Linked DNA regions of Sus scrofa: region 2 is linked to region 1. A link is a contact called in public targeted proximity ligation data. All regions are on one chromosome and are shown on one strand. The core of a region is the stretch at or near the end of the contact, and the rest is flanking DNA. Distances in the headings are between cores, read along the strand shown.

Region 1 (7,379 bases), core at 4,252-6,751:
TAGAACTTGAAATCTTTTTTTTTCTTCTATAAGTAATGCTAGGAAGGTACTTACTGCTGTTTCCACCGTCAGCCTTACTCAACTCAGCGTGTAATACCATGAGTATTTTTATTTCACCCGTAGTGTAGCTTGAATGTTACCGTTAGTACCATACTTCATGGCTAATAGGCTTTCTTGGATTGCTTTGGATGCCGAGCCAATTTTATGGGAGAACACAATTGGCTAGTCTAGTGAAAAGGCAACTGAAAATATATTTCCGCCTTAACTTTGCCTTCTCTTTTGTCAGAGGCACAGTTGACTGACTTCTGTTGAAAAGGGTAGCACCATTATTTCTCCATTGCCCCCCAACCCCAGGTCTTTAATCCTTAACGCACCTGCATTACAGTGGTTCCCAGGAGCATTTCTTCCCCTCTCCTCCCAATTTCAGACATCCCAGCACGGCCAGGCAAGCATGGACTGCATTTTGAGGACCATAATTTGATTTGTGACATATCCTAATACCTGAGAAAGGACAGACTATTCTCATAAATTGTACTTTATTAACACTTCTGGAGTTCCCTGGTGGCTTAGGGGGTTAGGGATTCCACGTTGTCACTGCTGTGTTTGGTTTGCTGCTGTGACACGGGTTCAATCCCCAGCCTCAGAACTTCCGCATGTTGGGGGTGTGGCTGAAGAACAAAACAAAGCAAAACACTCATATTGGACATATTGCTTTAGAGACTCAGTAAGAAATACAGAGCGTTAAGCTTTTTTGTTCTAATTTATTAGGGGTTTAGGGTTTTTAATATTATGGAATGGGAATTGTAAGGAAACTTTGCTTCAGATAAATAATTAGGATCCATTCTATTTAGAAGCCTCCCTTCTTTTCATTTTGGGTATGCAGTGTGAACAGTAATGGTTCTACTTAATTAAAATTTTCAGGCATCTCAGGCTCTTTGCCATTTTTTTTTTTTTAACAGAATTTTAAACACAAAATTATTTTTCTTGCTTCAGGGAAGTTTGTGAGAGGCTACTGTGTATGTCGTTGTTCTGATTGGGAATTACATGTGACTGTGAAAAATGGGATTTTACTATACATGGTGGAATTTAACAGAAGTTAATTTTATGAAATGAAAATACTCCAAAAGGAAGGAAAAAATAGGCATTTATTAATAAATGCTTGATTTCTGAACTTAATCAAATGGAATTATGTTAAAATGGCTTTGTTTTTTCCTCCAAGAAAGTGATTTTTTTTTTTTTTTTCTTTTTAGGGCTACACCCTTGGCATATGGAGGTTCCCAGGCTGGGGGTCGAATTGGAGCTGCAGCTGCTGGTCTGCACCACAGCCATAGCAATGTGGGATTCGAGCCGCATCTGCAGCCCACACCAAAGCTCACGGCCACGGAAACTCCAAGAAAGTAATTTTTTAAAAAGTGCACTTTAGGGAGTTCCTAAACTGGACCAGTAGGTTACAAACCCGGCTAATAACCATGAGGATGTGGGTTTGATCCCTGGCCTCACTCAGTGGGTTGAGGATTCAGTGTTGCCGTGAACTGTGCCATAGGTCACAGGTGTGGCTCAGATCTGGCTTTGCCTAGGCCAGCAGCTGCAGCTCCGATTGGACCCCTAGCCTTGGAACTTTCATATACCGCAGGTATGACCCTAAAGAACAAAAAAAAAAAAAAAAATCTACTTTAGTGGATTGGTACTATATCACTCTTCAGATATGGTTATCAAGTTTGCAACAGGTTATCTTGTGATATGTAGCTTAGATTTCAGCAGGTAGGGAAAGACATCCCTAACTCACATTGGTTTCTGTATTTGTAAGGATTCTGTACCAAGAATCCTGACAGAACCACTACTGGAATTAGTGGCTAAAAAGAAATGTATTGGCTTATGTACAGGGAAACCCAGTAAGAACAAAACAGTTCTTGAGGACTGTTGTTTGACTCTCTTTTGCTCCAGGTTTGCTTCTTTCTGGGTAGCAGGAAAGGTGGTTTTCAGCCCTCCAAGTCATACGCTCCTTAAAGCTTCTCATCTTCTTTTTTTCTTTTTTTTTTTCTTCTTTTTTTCTGGAATTCAAGAACAAATCAGATCTCAGGCAGAGACTTTGATTGGCTTTGTGCCCATCACAGACCAGTTGTGGGGAGAGGGCCGTGGGGTATGTGATTGGTCAGGCCTGGGGGACATGTCCACTCTTAGAGCTGTGGGTATAGAAAGCACAGAGTGATGGATGACTATATCCGAACCCCAAGGTACAGGGGAGGGAAAGTTCCTCAAAAGACAGATGCTGGGGAGACAGCACTGCAGGAAATAGCCTCTTTTAAAACATTTAATCTCTCCTACTTTGAAGCCAGCAGCAGTACACGGTTGTCATAAAGCTATCATTTTTCAAGACCAGATATTGGCTGTAAGACCACAACTGAGGCATTGATTTTACTCACATATTTTGCTTAAATATTATCATTTTGGATGTTTTTGTCTAAAAACTGCTTTTATGTAAACGCCAGTTCTTTAAAAAATTGCAGTGTTGATACCTTGACGTGCATAATGTAAAAGTGCTGCTTGTAGTGTTTCTTCCGTCTTCTTTGAACTTTTTTGTATCACATAAGATTGTCTAAATTAATGCAGCTTATTCTTAAGTAGATAGAATACTTTGGAGGATCATTTAATTATCTTTGGCGTTTGAGGAAATGATTATCAGCCTAGTTAATGCAGTTTTTAAAACTTCATGTTGTATCATTTTGAGAATGAAATTCTAAACCAGTTGCTTCTAAGATGTTTTGCTTTTACAGCAACGGTCTTTTAAAACAAATGGAGACTAAATATTTATTGTATTATTTCTTAGGGCTCCTTAATAATACTTTTTAACCATGATTTCTAGGAACTACTTCACTGACTCTAACTTTGAAACACTGCCGAAGAGTGAAAGGTGAATCTGTTTAAGCACCAAAAAAGTTATTGGCCTTTGTAGGATAAAGTCTACACCTTTCTTAAGTGCTTTCCTGCCTCCACTGGGGGAACAGAGGTACTATGGGGGCTGAAAGAGAGGGGCAGGTACCCAGAATACCTTTTATTTTTATATTCTAATTACTATGTCAATGTCTTCAATTTTGCCCTAAAAACAATGTTAATATGAACCTTCAGTCGGTGTATGACATTCATAGTAAGAGTTGGCAGTTTTGTCAGGTGTCTGGTGGGTGAACTTCAGTGCGTGGTAAATGTTGGCAGGTTATTGGTTCATACATTTAATTGTGCGTGAAACAGAACATCCGTGGAATTGGGTGTGACTTGTCAATACGAATCGCAGCAGGGGCTTTGTATCTTTAGATGAGCTTATATCCCTCTTGGAGTATCTCTAGACCATGTTTGGGGAATTATTGCTCCTACTGAAGAAGGCTGTTAGGACCAGAGCATCAGAGCTCTTGAGTATTAATTCTGTGTATTAAGTCATGAAGTGTGTTAATACAGTCTTCGTCACAGGGCTATAGTTTAGCCTGCCTCTGTAGCTTTTGGCAGACACTTTGTCAAAATATTATTAATTTTAGCTAAGGATACTATTCACTAATTCAGTGTTTGATTTAAGTTGGAATGTACATGCTAATGACAGATTCAGTTCCCTCTGAATAGAGTAAGATTTGCTAATGAGAACTGTCTCACAGTGTAATGCTGATGAGTGAAATGACACATCACCCTCCCTATGGTGGCAACGCTGAGTTAACGACCTTGCTCTAACTCTCATAGGAACATTGTGACGTGGGGACTTGTCATGGTAAAGCCAGCTGCGGTTTACTCAGTCACGATCGTACGTCAGGGCATCATACACCTGTCTCATTTGGCTTATAAGAACATGTGTGTTGACATGCCTGTATTCCTGTAAAAAGCACATGTATTGTTATTCTCCGTCAGTCAAGGGTTATCATCTCCTTTTTACACCTGACAAAACCGAGGTTTGGAAAGATGAACATGCAGGTCACACAGACTCACAGGGAAGACTGAACTGAAACAGTTTTGAATCTTCCTTCTTGCAGACAGAACATTATTTCATTATATCTGAAAAATCTCCCTTACTTCCCTTTTCTCTATTAAAAGGAAAACCCCCACAATTCTGAATTGTCTGAGTGGGTGTTAAATGCAAGTAAAACACTGGGCAAGGACTTAAAATAAAGGCTTCATTGCTTGGTTCTGTTTCTAAACAAAGTTGTGGCAATGCAGTTGGATCTGTACAGCTTGACTGCATGATAAAGCAGTTGTTCCCAAGAATTACTAATCAAACAGAAAGGCCGCCTTAATTCTGGCTACCTTTGTAAGAAAATCTTTTCAGCAGTTACGTGTTAAAGCCCAGATACTTCTGGGATAAATCTGCTTGTGAAAATTGTATACTTGATACTGGAAAGGATATCTTGTGCTTGTGTTTCCTGTGCACTTGGTCTAAAATTCTCTCCCTGGGGAGGGGTGTGTTGGCACACTCATCTTGAGAGACGTAGCCTAGAAAATGTTCTGAAGAATGTAAGATGTTTTGGAATTAGGAATTTTTAGGAAGTATGCAGACTCTGTTCAAAGTATACTTGGTTTAGATAGAGCTTAAGCTAGATAGAAGAATAACTCATTGTATTCAAGTCTCCCTTCTTTTTTCTAGCCTTCAAGTACCACCCAGCAAGGTGGTTCCCTTGAAGAGGCGGTTAAGACAGGCTGTGGCACCTTTTTAGTCTTTAAGTGTTTCGGCTGTGAAGTGTTCTGTTTGGGTTTAAAGTCAGTCCCTGAGCTGGAAGGGAACTGTAGCAATCTAGCCAATACTCTGTCTACAGATAAATAAGTTGAGGTTTAGGAATGACAGACTAACACTACTAAGGAGTCCTACCATGAAGCTGGCAGAGCAGGGACTAGGACTCAGGTTCCTTTTATTGTTGGGGTTTCTGGCATAAGAATTTCTGTAAGAAATTCATGAAAGAAGAATTAGCCTCGTTAAACCTACTCTGTGTCTTGAAGAAATCCACATTCTTGTGGCATTAAGTATCGCATGCTGACTGCTGACTCAGTGTGTTGGGCCATCAGCATGCATGAGTGTCATCAGAGGCAGTGGAAACCCAGAAGCTGGAGCACAAGAGAGAAATGTAATCACATGCCGCAGGTTTTCAGGGCATTTTTAGCCTTCCATGACGCTGTAGCTTACGGTTAGATTTAAATCATCAGAAAATTGTTAGCTGGTATAACAGCTGAATACGTAAGTATTTTTTGCTGTTCGTTGTTTTAGCTTTGACAGATTATTTTCCTATCAGAAAGATGGTTCACTATACTTGCTAGAGAGTCCCTGTGAGTGGGTGCTGCTGTAGGGCAGGCGGCTCTTGTCATCCTGTCCCTGCCCCTCCTTGGGGAGGTGGTGAGCGCGTCTGATTTAGAACCACCTCTACTTTGATTTCTCTCCCCCGCCACTGCCTAGGGGACTGCTCAGGTGTGTGACGGATGTCAGGCACCTTTGGTTCAGGGTCCTTGAGCTTGTCTGGCTGTAATGAGAGTTGACGTGTAACTGCGGTGACTGAGGAACTATGCCCCTGCTGGCTACGGAGCAAGTAGATGTCTCAGGTCACGGAGGGCTGGCCGCAGCGGGGGAGAAGGTGTCACCTATGTGTGGCAGACTGAAGAAAGGGGCTTGAGGTGGCCGTTCTGGGGAGACTGATGGGAATGGTGGCATCTAGCTTGGACCCTTTGTATGTCTGTGCAAGAACAGCGGGAATCTGTCTGTGTGCATCACTCTAGCATGTGCTCCTTGGCAGGATCCGTCAGGGTTCAGTGCAGGAAACAGAATGGATGTCATGCAGGGCATTTGTTGCTTAGGGAAGCTTTGGAAGAGCTGGAGGGCTGGGCTGCAGGGCAGGCCTCTGAGAATGACTTCCAGGATGCCTTGGGCCACCTCGCCCTGGGAGCTGCCACCTCTGCCACAGTCAGGAAAGTGGCAATCAAGAGGTTGCCGCTGAAACCACGGCTAGAAAATAGCACTGTTGCAGTGATCAAGGAGGTCACAGCAGCCACTGCCGTTGGCATCATAACTGCTGGAAGTGAGAAATTTAGCGTCTGGCCACTGCTGTGACAACTTCACCTTGATGCCTATAACTAGGGACTAGACACCGGAAGGCTCAACCTGGCACTACTGCTCCTGCCACTGTCCCTCCACACCCTAGAAGCTGGAGACTAGACCTTGACATGTCTGTGACCCTCTTTGCTTGCTGAAAGCAGCTAAAAGCCATAGGCTGATAGGGCCCTGCTTTACTGCTGCCTTCTGTATTTTGTGTCCTGCATCTTAAAGGTCGAAGCAAATTTGCATTCTGAATACTGGAGGTAAAGGAGTCTGGAAAATAATAGTTTTTAATTTCCCAATCTCTGCTTTTCAGGAAGGCATACTGTAAGGAGGTGGATGCTGAGTGCATCTTATTAAATATAGTATTTAAAATACAACATAGCCCTTTCTTGATAACTCACTGTCGTTTCTGTGAGCTGCTTTTTCTGAAATGGCCTGTAGTTAGAATGATCTCGGGCTGATGGGTTTTTAACATCTGTAGTGATCTTTTTGTACTAGGTTAGCTTGTGTCTGTCCTCTCGGCCGTCATCTGCCGTCTGTATGCTGCGACATCTGTGTTTTATATCACTTGATCTCAACCTTCTCTGCAAGCCACAGGCATCCAGGGCAGGGAAGGCACCTCATCGGAAGCAACCAGTTCAGAAGCTGGTCAGCAGCATATGATTTCTGTGGCTTAAAAAGATGAATGGGGCGGGTGAGAACCTTTACTGGGGATTTGAACTCAGACAAAAAGGAAATGATTTTTTTCTTTTTTTTTTTTTAACTCTTTATTTTTTACCTGTTCATAGCTAGACTTTATCTATTTTAAATATTTCTAAAAATTATAGTAAATTTGCAATGTGTTAGTTTCAGGTGTACAGCAAAGTGGTGCATATATTTATATTCTTTTTCAGGTTTTTTTTCCGTTGTAGGTTATTATAGGATATTGAATATAGTTCCCTGTGCTATACAGTAGGTCCTTGTTGGTTATCTGTTTGTTGTATATATAATAGTGTGAATATGTTAATCCCAAACTCCTAACTCTCTCCTTCACTGTCCTATTTGGTAACCATAAATTTGTTTTCTATGTCTGTGGGCCTATTTTTATTTTGTAAATAACTTCATTTATATAATTTTTAAGATTCCACATATAAGTGATATCATAGGAAATCTGTCTTACTCTGACTTCACTTAATATGATAATCTCTAGGTCCATCTGTGTTGCTGCAAATGGCATTATTTCATTTTTTATGGCTGAGTAATATTGCATCATATAAATACACCACATCTTTATCCATTCATCTGCTGATGGACACTTAAGTTGCTTACATGTGTTGGCTATTGT
Region 2 (7,019 bases), core at 4,331-6,830, 330 kb before region 1:
TGTTATTTCGGCTGCAGCGTGCAGCAGCTTGATATGAGATCTCAGTTCCCAGACCAGGGATTGAACCCAGAATGCAGAGGTAAAAGTGCCAAATCCTAACCACTACACCACCAGGGAACTCCCTGTTATTACTATTTTTTAATCAAAAAGGATCAGGAGTAAAGTTTGAGAAGCACTAGTCAATAGAGTCAAAAGTGCTTCTCATTACCTACACACCTGTCTTTGTGTCAGGGTGACAAGGCCAGCCAGCAAGGACGAGATTCAACTAGAGAAAGACAGAAATGTATCTTTGAAACCTTGTTGCAGAATGACTGATGGGAAGGGTTTGGGCCTTCAAGAAAGGACTCTGATTTCTAAAATCCTTTCTAGGAGTTACCCTGTGGCTCATTGGGTTAATGGTCCAGTGTTGTCTCTTCTTGGGTTTGATCCCTGACCCAGCATAGTGGGTTAAGGATCCAGTGTTGCTGCAACTGCAGTGTAGCTTGCAGTTCTGGTTTGAATTTGATCCCTGGCCTGGCTACTTCCATATGCTGCAGGTGCAGCCATTTAAAAAAAAAAAAAAAAAAAGTTCCTTCTAGTTATCAGATTCTTAAAAACTAAGACTTTTTAGGATTTAATAATAAACAAATGAGAAGTTATAGGAGACTTTAGCAGGTACCTACTGTGTTCTACTATTGGGGCTCCCAGCCTCTGTGTACAAGCCTGGGCTCCCTATTCTGGATGCTGCTCCCTATGGATGCTTCTGGACAGCGCTTAGCTGAAACCCATGAAAGAATACATAAATTGACATTCATTTAAAAATATTTCCAGTGACAGGCTTGTGTCAGAAAGAGGTGTTATGGACCATCCCTCAGATTCCTCCATAAGCTCTGAGTCACTGCTAGGAATTAGATGTGGGTGGGCCAAGTGCTGGCATCCCAGGGTTTCAGTCCTTTGTAACTCACCAATCAAATGACCTTTGACATCTGGCTTGACTTCTTTGTTTCTCATTCTTCCTCTTCTGTTATTCAAGTAAACAATAATGACTTCCACTGCCAAGCACTTTTTAAGGTCATCTACATAAATGAAAAAATAGTGGTGGTAGTAGAAAAAGTAGTAGAAACGGAAGAAGAGTAAATACTATTCTCATTTTATAAATTAGAAATGAGGCATGGAAAAGTTAAATATCTCGCCCAAGGGTCTCCAGGTATTTGTGTACGTGACTGAGTCTGCAGGTACCCTAAGGCCAAGTGACTCCAAGGGAGCTGGGCGGGGAGTTGGGGCGAGGAGGCTAAGAAGCTGAGGTCTGGTCTGGCCCTGCCCTGAAAGAGTCTTGCAGTGGTGTTGAGTCACAGCCATTTTAGGTTCCCCCCTCCAGAAATAACTTTAGCCCAGAGCTGGACTCCTTAAATGCTTTTGCTCCTGTATCTTCCTGAAAGAGTTTTGCAAAACCGTATATCCCCTCTGTACATTTTCAAGTTGTGCCATAGCAGGTTAGGGATCTGGCATTGCCACTGCAGTGGCTCAGGTCCCTGCTGTGACATGGGTTCGATCCCTGGCCCAGGAACTTTCATAGGCCTCAGGTGCAGCCAAAAATATAAAGTTGACATCTAACATTTTTTATGGTAAGCTTAAAGAATTGTAAGAGGAGTAAAATACAATTAGTGGCTTTTTGTAAAAACTAATATCATAAAACTATGAAATCACTGTTTTAAATGAAACTAAAGGATTCGTATAAATACATAGCAGGTTTTTTTTTTTTTTTTGTCTTTTGTCTTTTGTTGTTGTTGTTGCTATTTCTTGGGCCACTCCCGCGGCCTATGGAGGTTCCCAGGCTAGGGGTCGAATCGGAGCTGTAGCCACCAGCCTACGCCAGAGCCACAGCAACGCGGGATCCGAGCCGCGTCTGCAACCTACACCACAGCTCACGGCAACGCCGGATCGTTAACCCACTGAGCAAGGGCAGGGACCGAACCCGCAACCTCATGGTTCCTAGTCGGATTTGTTAACCACTGCGCCACAACGGGAACTCCTTTTTTTTTTTTTTTTTTTTTTTTGTCTTTTGTCTTTTGTTGTTGTTGTCATAGCAGTTTGATATTACCATCATCAATTTTGCTAATTCTCGAATGAACTCTCTAAATTGTAATTATATTTTGATTCCTCTTTCATGTAATCTTGTCTTAATATAATTTAGGGGTTGGAAGCATTTTATCGATTTTCTGTTATACTTGCTTTTCTGCAATAAAAATACATATATTGACATTCATTTAAAAATATTTCCAGTGATAGAAGGTTCTAATTGTGTAAAAAGTATTACTGAAGGGACAGGTGGCCAATGGGGACCCGCTGTATAGCACAGGGAACTCTACTAATATTCTGTGATAATATATATGGGAAAAGAGTGGATGTGTGTATGTGTATTACTGAGTCACTTTGTTGTACTGCAGAAATTATCACAACATTGTAAATCAAGTATACTTCAACAAAACTTTAAAAAAATATTACTGGGAATTCCCATCGTGGCTCAGTGGTTAAGGAATCCGACTAGGAACCACGGGGTTGCAGGTTCAATCTCTGGCCTCGCTCAGTGGGTTAAGGATCTGGCATTGCCGTGAGCTGTGGTGTAGATCACAGATGCGGCTCAGATCCTGTGTTGCTGTGGCTCTGGTGTAGGCTGGCAGCTACAGCTCCGATTCGACCCCTAGCCTGGGAACCTCCATATGTCGCGGGAAGTGGTCCTAGAAAAGTCAAAAAGACAAAAAAAAAAAAAGAAAAAAAAGTGACATTTTATTGGGAATTTGGGTTTTTTTTTTTTTTGTCTTTTCTAGGGCTGCACCTGGAAGTTCCCAGGCTAGGGGTCTAATCGGAGCTGTAGCTGCCGGCCTACACCAGAGCCACAGCCACGCCAGACCCAAGCCGCGTCTGCGACCTACACCACAGCTCACGGCAACGCCAGATCCTTAACCCACTGAGCAAGGTGAGGGATCGAACCTGAAACCTCATGGTTCCTAGTCGGATTCATTAACCACTGAGCCACGACGGGAACTCTGGGAATTTGTTTCTTAAGGAGATGGAAAGAATGGAGAGGTGTTTATGGCTCCTTGGGTTAAAATATTTGTGGAATTATTCCTGTGATGTCCCAGAGGTTTTTATATCCTAGAGCAACAACGAATGACTCATTTAGCAGGTTTAGAGAGGAATGAGAGGTAAGCTTTTCATTTTTTTGTTTTTCGGTCAAGTGGCAAGAGGGCAGTTGAGAAAGAGATAGGAAAAGAAAATCAGGGCTGCAGGTGTCCTCTGAGGCATACCAGTTTTAAGGAAGAACATGAATGAAAACTGAGGACCTGGAAACTGAGTCCTTTGAAAGTGTCCGTGGTTCTGTATCCTTTGGGTAGTATTTATATGCCTGAACCTCTAGCAGCCCTGTGGGTCTCCACCTTAACCATGTGTCCCCATGTGCCCAGGGGAATTAAACTAGGGCAGAGGAGCAGTAACCAAGCCGTGCTCTTTGTTCCCTACTCCAGGGTATTGAAACAACCTACCCTACTTCCTAGGTTCTCCTGAGTCATTCTGGAGTCACTGGGTGTGGTTTTCTTGTACTCGTTGACTGGCCTTCTGGGCCCTTTTGTGGTTTCTGCCCTTTTAGTCCATCTGCTATAGCCTGGCACTGCAGGCTGCTAGCCCTTTAACTGCAAGGGCCATGCAGATGGCCAGATGAGGGAGCTGAGCATCAGACCCTAGACCCAAAGCCCTCTTTGGGCTCACGAAGGGGCCTCCAGAAGGAGAAGCAGCCCTGCCCCGACCCAGTGTCTTCCCTGGGATGTAGGGCATTTTAACAGGGAAAGTGCCTCCTGCTGACAGTTCCTACAGGCGTTTATGAAATAAAACTTCCCATTTGGTCTCCCTTTTGTCTTCTGGTGATAAAGTGCTCAAAGCCGGCTGAAATAGCCTCATTCCAGCCTGTGGTTTATATTCAGCATTTCTCCAATTTTCTTCACATCTCAAGACTCAAATGGCTCCTTCTCTTGCCCTTGCCCTTTTGTCTCCATGATGAACTTACATTTTCCCTTCAATGCAACTCCTTCTTTCAAGATGCCCTCCTTTCCTCTGATGGCCTCAAAGATTTTTTGGTTTGTTTGTTTTTTTGCTATCTCCCTGCTCTCACTACACTTAGATACATTTACTTTTCCACATCTGTTAGTCTTTCTCTCCAGTTAAACTATTGACTCCTTGAGGACTAGGACTGCTTGTTTGTTTAAATAAGTGACTACTGTTATTTCTTTACTAATTACAGTCTTTGGATAAGTTTTTATTTTTATTAAAAAAAAAAAAAATGTGGCTGTGCCTCCTGCATGCAGAAGTTCCCAGGCCAGGGATTCAACCTGTGCCACAGCTGTAACCAGAGCCACAGCAGTGACAATGCCAGGTCCCTTACCCCCTGTACCACAGAGGGAACTCCTAGGACTGGGTTTATCAAAGTTTTCTGTCTTGTTATCTTCCGGTGGTGCATCAACAGAATCGAGTGCCTCTCCTTAAATTACTCTAAGTGCCTTTGAGTGCTCAGCTCTCTGGAAGGTAACCAGATTATTCCACCAAGCTCTGTGACTGTAGAGGTTCTGGGGTTTGCAGGATGCTGAGGAGGCCTCAGGGCACAAGCTGTGGAACACAGCCAGAGTTGAGTCTCCATCCCTTGCCTACTATGAGGGAAGGGGCCTGCTGGGATTCTCCTGCTGGTTGGGATGGAGAACTGGCCTATTCTCTGAACTCCAGCCCCCTCCAAACAAAGCTCTGCTTGATACAGTCTCTGCTCCTTTTCCAAGGGGAGGGAACAGCAGTAGGCTGAACTGTGAGATCTTCTGGCCTGGATTTGGAAGGATCTGGACTGACTGTTCTGGGGGAGTTCACCTTATCGGGATTTTATTCAAGCCAGGCCCTGACCCAGATCGGTACAGTGTATGCACTGCATTTGGTGTATCACAGTGCCACTCACAATATAGCCTACCACTGGCAGCATTAAGATATCTTGGGAGTGTTAAAAGTAAATTCTTGGGCCCCTCCTTAGACCTACTAAATCAGAATTCCTGGGTGAGGCCCAGGAAGCTCTGTTTTAACAAGCTCTCCAGATGATCTCTATGTATGATGAAATTTGGAAAGTACGGTTATACTTACTGGATACACACACATTCCTTCTCTCTCTCTCTCTCTCTCTCTCTCTCTCACACACACACACACACACACACACAGCGCTGTCTACAGCTCCTGCAGCTGTTAATGCCACTTGGTCATTTCCCTGCGGTTTCCCTCGTCAGGGCCCTGGATTTGTTTTTCTTCACTGTGGACCTTGTTCATTTCCTGCTGCTTCCCAGAGGTTGGGAGAGGAAAGAGAGCGCGCAAGAAGGCAGAGGGGAGGGGGAAGGGGTTGGCCAGGGCAGTGGAGCTTTCAAGAATGAAAAGGAAAATGCTTAGTGACAATGTTCCTTTGTGAAGAGGTTGCTTTATGTTGATGGAGCTGCAAGTCATTAGCGCTGCGGGCGCGCGCGCGTGGCGGGAGTGGACCCGATCATTCTCCGGGGCCAGGACGCCCTCTACTGCCGACTGAGAAATACCACGCTGGGGCTCCGGACCTGCCAAGGAGAAGAGGAAGAGTCCTTGGGGCCGGGGTGGGAGAGAGGACGTGACTAAGGCCAAGAGGTCGGAGAGTCACCACTTCAGGCAGTAGAAAGAATCTTGTTACAGTCTTCTTTGCAGGAAGGAAGAAGTAGCCAATTCAGTGGGTGTTTCCAGAACCCATCCAACAAACAGTGGGGTTCTGCCAAGATCTCCTCCGGCTCCCATGATTCCAGGCTCCGAGCTTGATTTGGCTCTGCTGTCGCTCTTTCCCCATTACCTCACCTTGAAAAGGAAAGAAGAGGTGTTTAAAATAGGCAGAGGGATTCAAAAGAAAAAAGAAGAAAGGAAAAGAGATTTTTGGTGTGTAGGCATCTAGGGGCTGTCAGTCAAGGCTCAGACTTTCTATAAAGGATCTCATCTGCCCAGTCTCTTTCTTCCTTTTGTCTCCATGAAAGCATTGTGTCTCTCTGTCTTTCTTGTCTTGCCAGGGAACACTTACCCGGCAGATGTGGAATCAGCCCTCTTTATTGCTCTGCTTTATGGCTCTTGGGAATTACGATTCACGTGGGTCACTGGTGAAGAGAGCAAAGATTTGTTCCTAGAATAAAGGCTCAGGCACAGCAGTTGTTTCTGCCAACCACGGGGCTGTGACCCATTTCCTCTTGGTTCTTGTTTTTGCCACTTCCCAGATCTGACTGGAGCTGGAGCTGAGTGTCCGTGGGCCATCACCCCTGCATCCCCATCCCTTGGGACTTTGGCCGAGTACAGGACTCCTGCTAGGGAGATACCTAAGGGTCAGGCCTAGAAAGTTACTTAAACTGCCCTACAGGGGCCACAGTGGAATTAGAGTGGAACGGAGAAAGGAAGGAGAAGTGGGGGAGGGGGGAGAAATTGGGGAGGTAAAAGGTGGGAAGGAGATGAGAGCAGCAGCCACAGCTTTGAGAATGTTCTGGTGTCGAACATTCTGGCCTCTCTGTAGCACATCCTCGTGTACAGAGTAAGTCTTTCTCTGTGATGCCACTTTCTTCAACCAAAACAAGCATATCTTAGTTAAACATGTAGTTGTTTGCTGCTTTTTTGGTCTACATGGGATCAAATATCTGGATCTTTAGATAACCACGTTTGGATTATTTTGTGGGTATGAGCCGAGATGTAGGTAAATGCTGGTTATCTATTTGTATTGAAATCAAAGCACCTTATACACTGCCTTGTGGTTGTGGTCCTTGAAGGACAATTCATCTCTCTTAAGTGATCTGTTGGTTGTCTTTGTTGGGGGCAGGGTTGCCTCTCTGGAGCGATTTCGTGTTTGGAGTTGGACCAGACCTCCAGGTACAAAGGGCATCATCATAGACACTTTGGCTGGTTAGGGTGATCTGGGCTTGGCAAATACTGGCAGGTAGGGGGGTTAGGAGAGGAATAGAGGGTGTGAC

Evidence for each region.
Region 2: a contact with region 1 is called in a targeted proximity ligation map of alveolar macrophages. A contact is called at or near these places in 1 of 47 Hi-C or Micro-C datasets (heart right ventricle) and 1 of 2 datasets of targeted methods (alveolar macrophages).

The regions. Positions count from the first base shown.
Region 1 is chr4:107,105,448-107,112,826 of Sscrofa11.1, reverse strand. All of the region lies in intron 1 of MAGI3 (membrane-associated guanylate kinase, WW and PDZ domain-containing protein 3), which reads left to right. Among named protein-coding and RNA genes, the nearest start is that of MAGI3, 11 kb to the left of the region's middle.
Region 2 is chr4:107,437,807-107,444,825 of Sscrofa11.1, reverse strand. The region is part of intron 1 of LRIG2 (leucine-rich repeats and immunoglobulin-like domains protein 2); the gene reads left to right. Among named protein-coding and RNA genes, the nearest start is that of LRIG2, 70 kb to the left of the region's middle.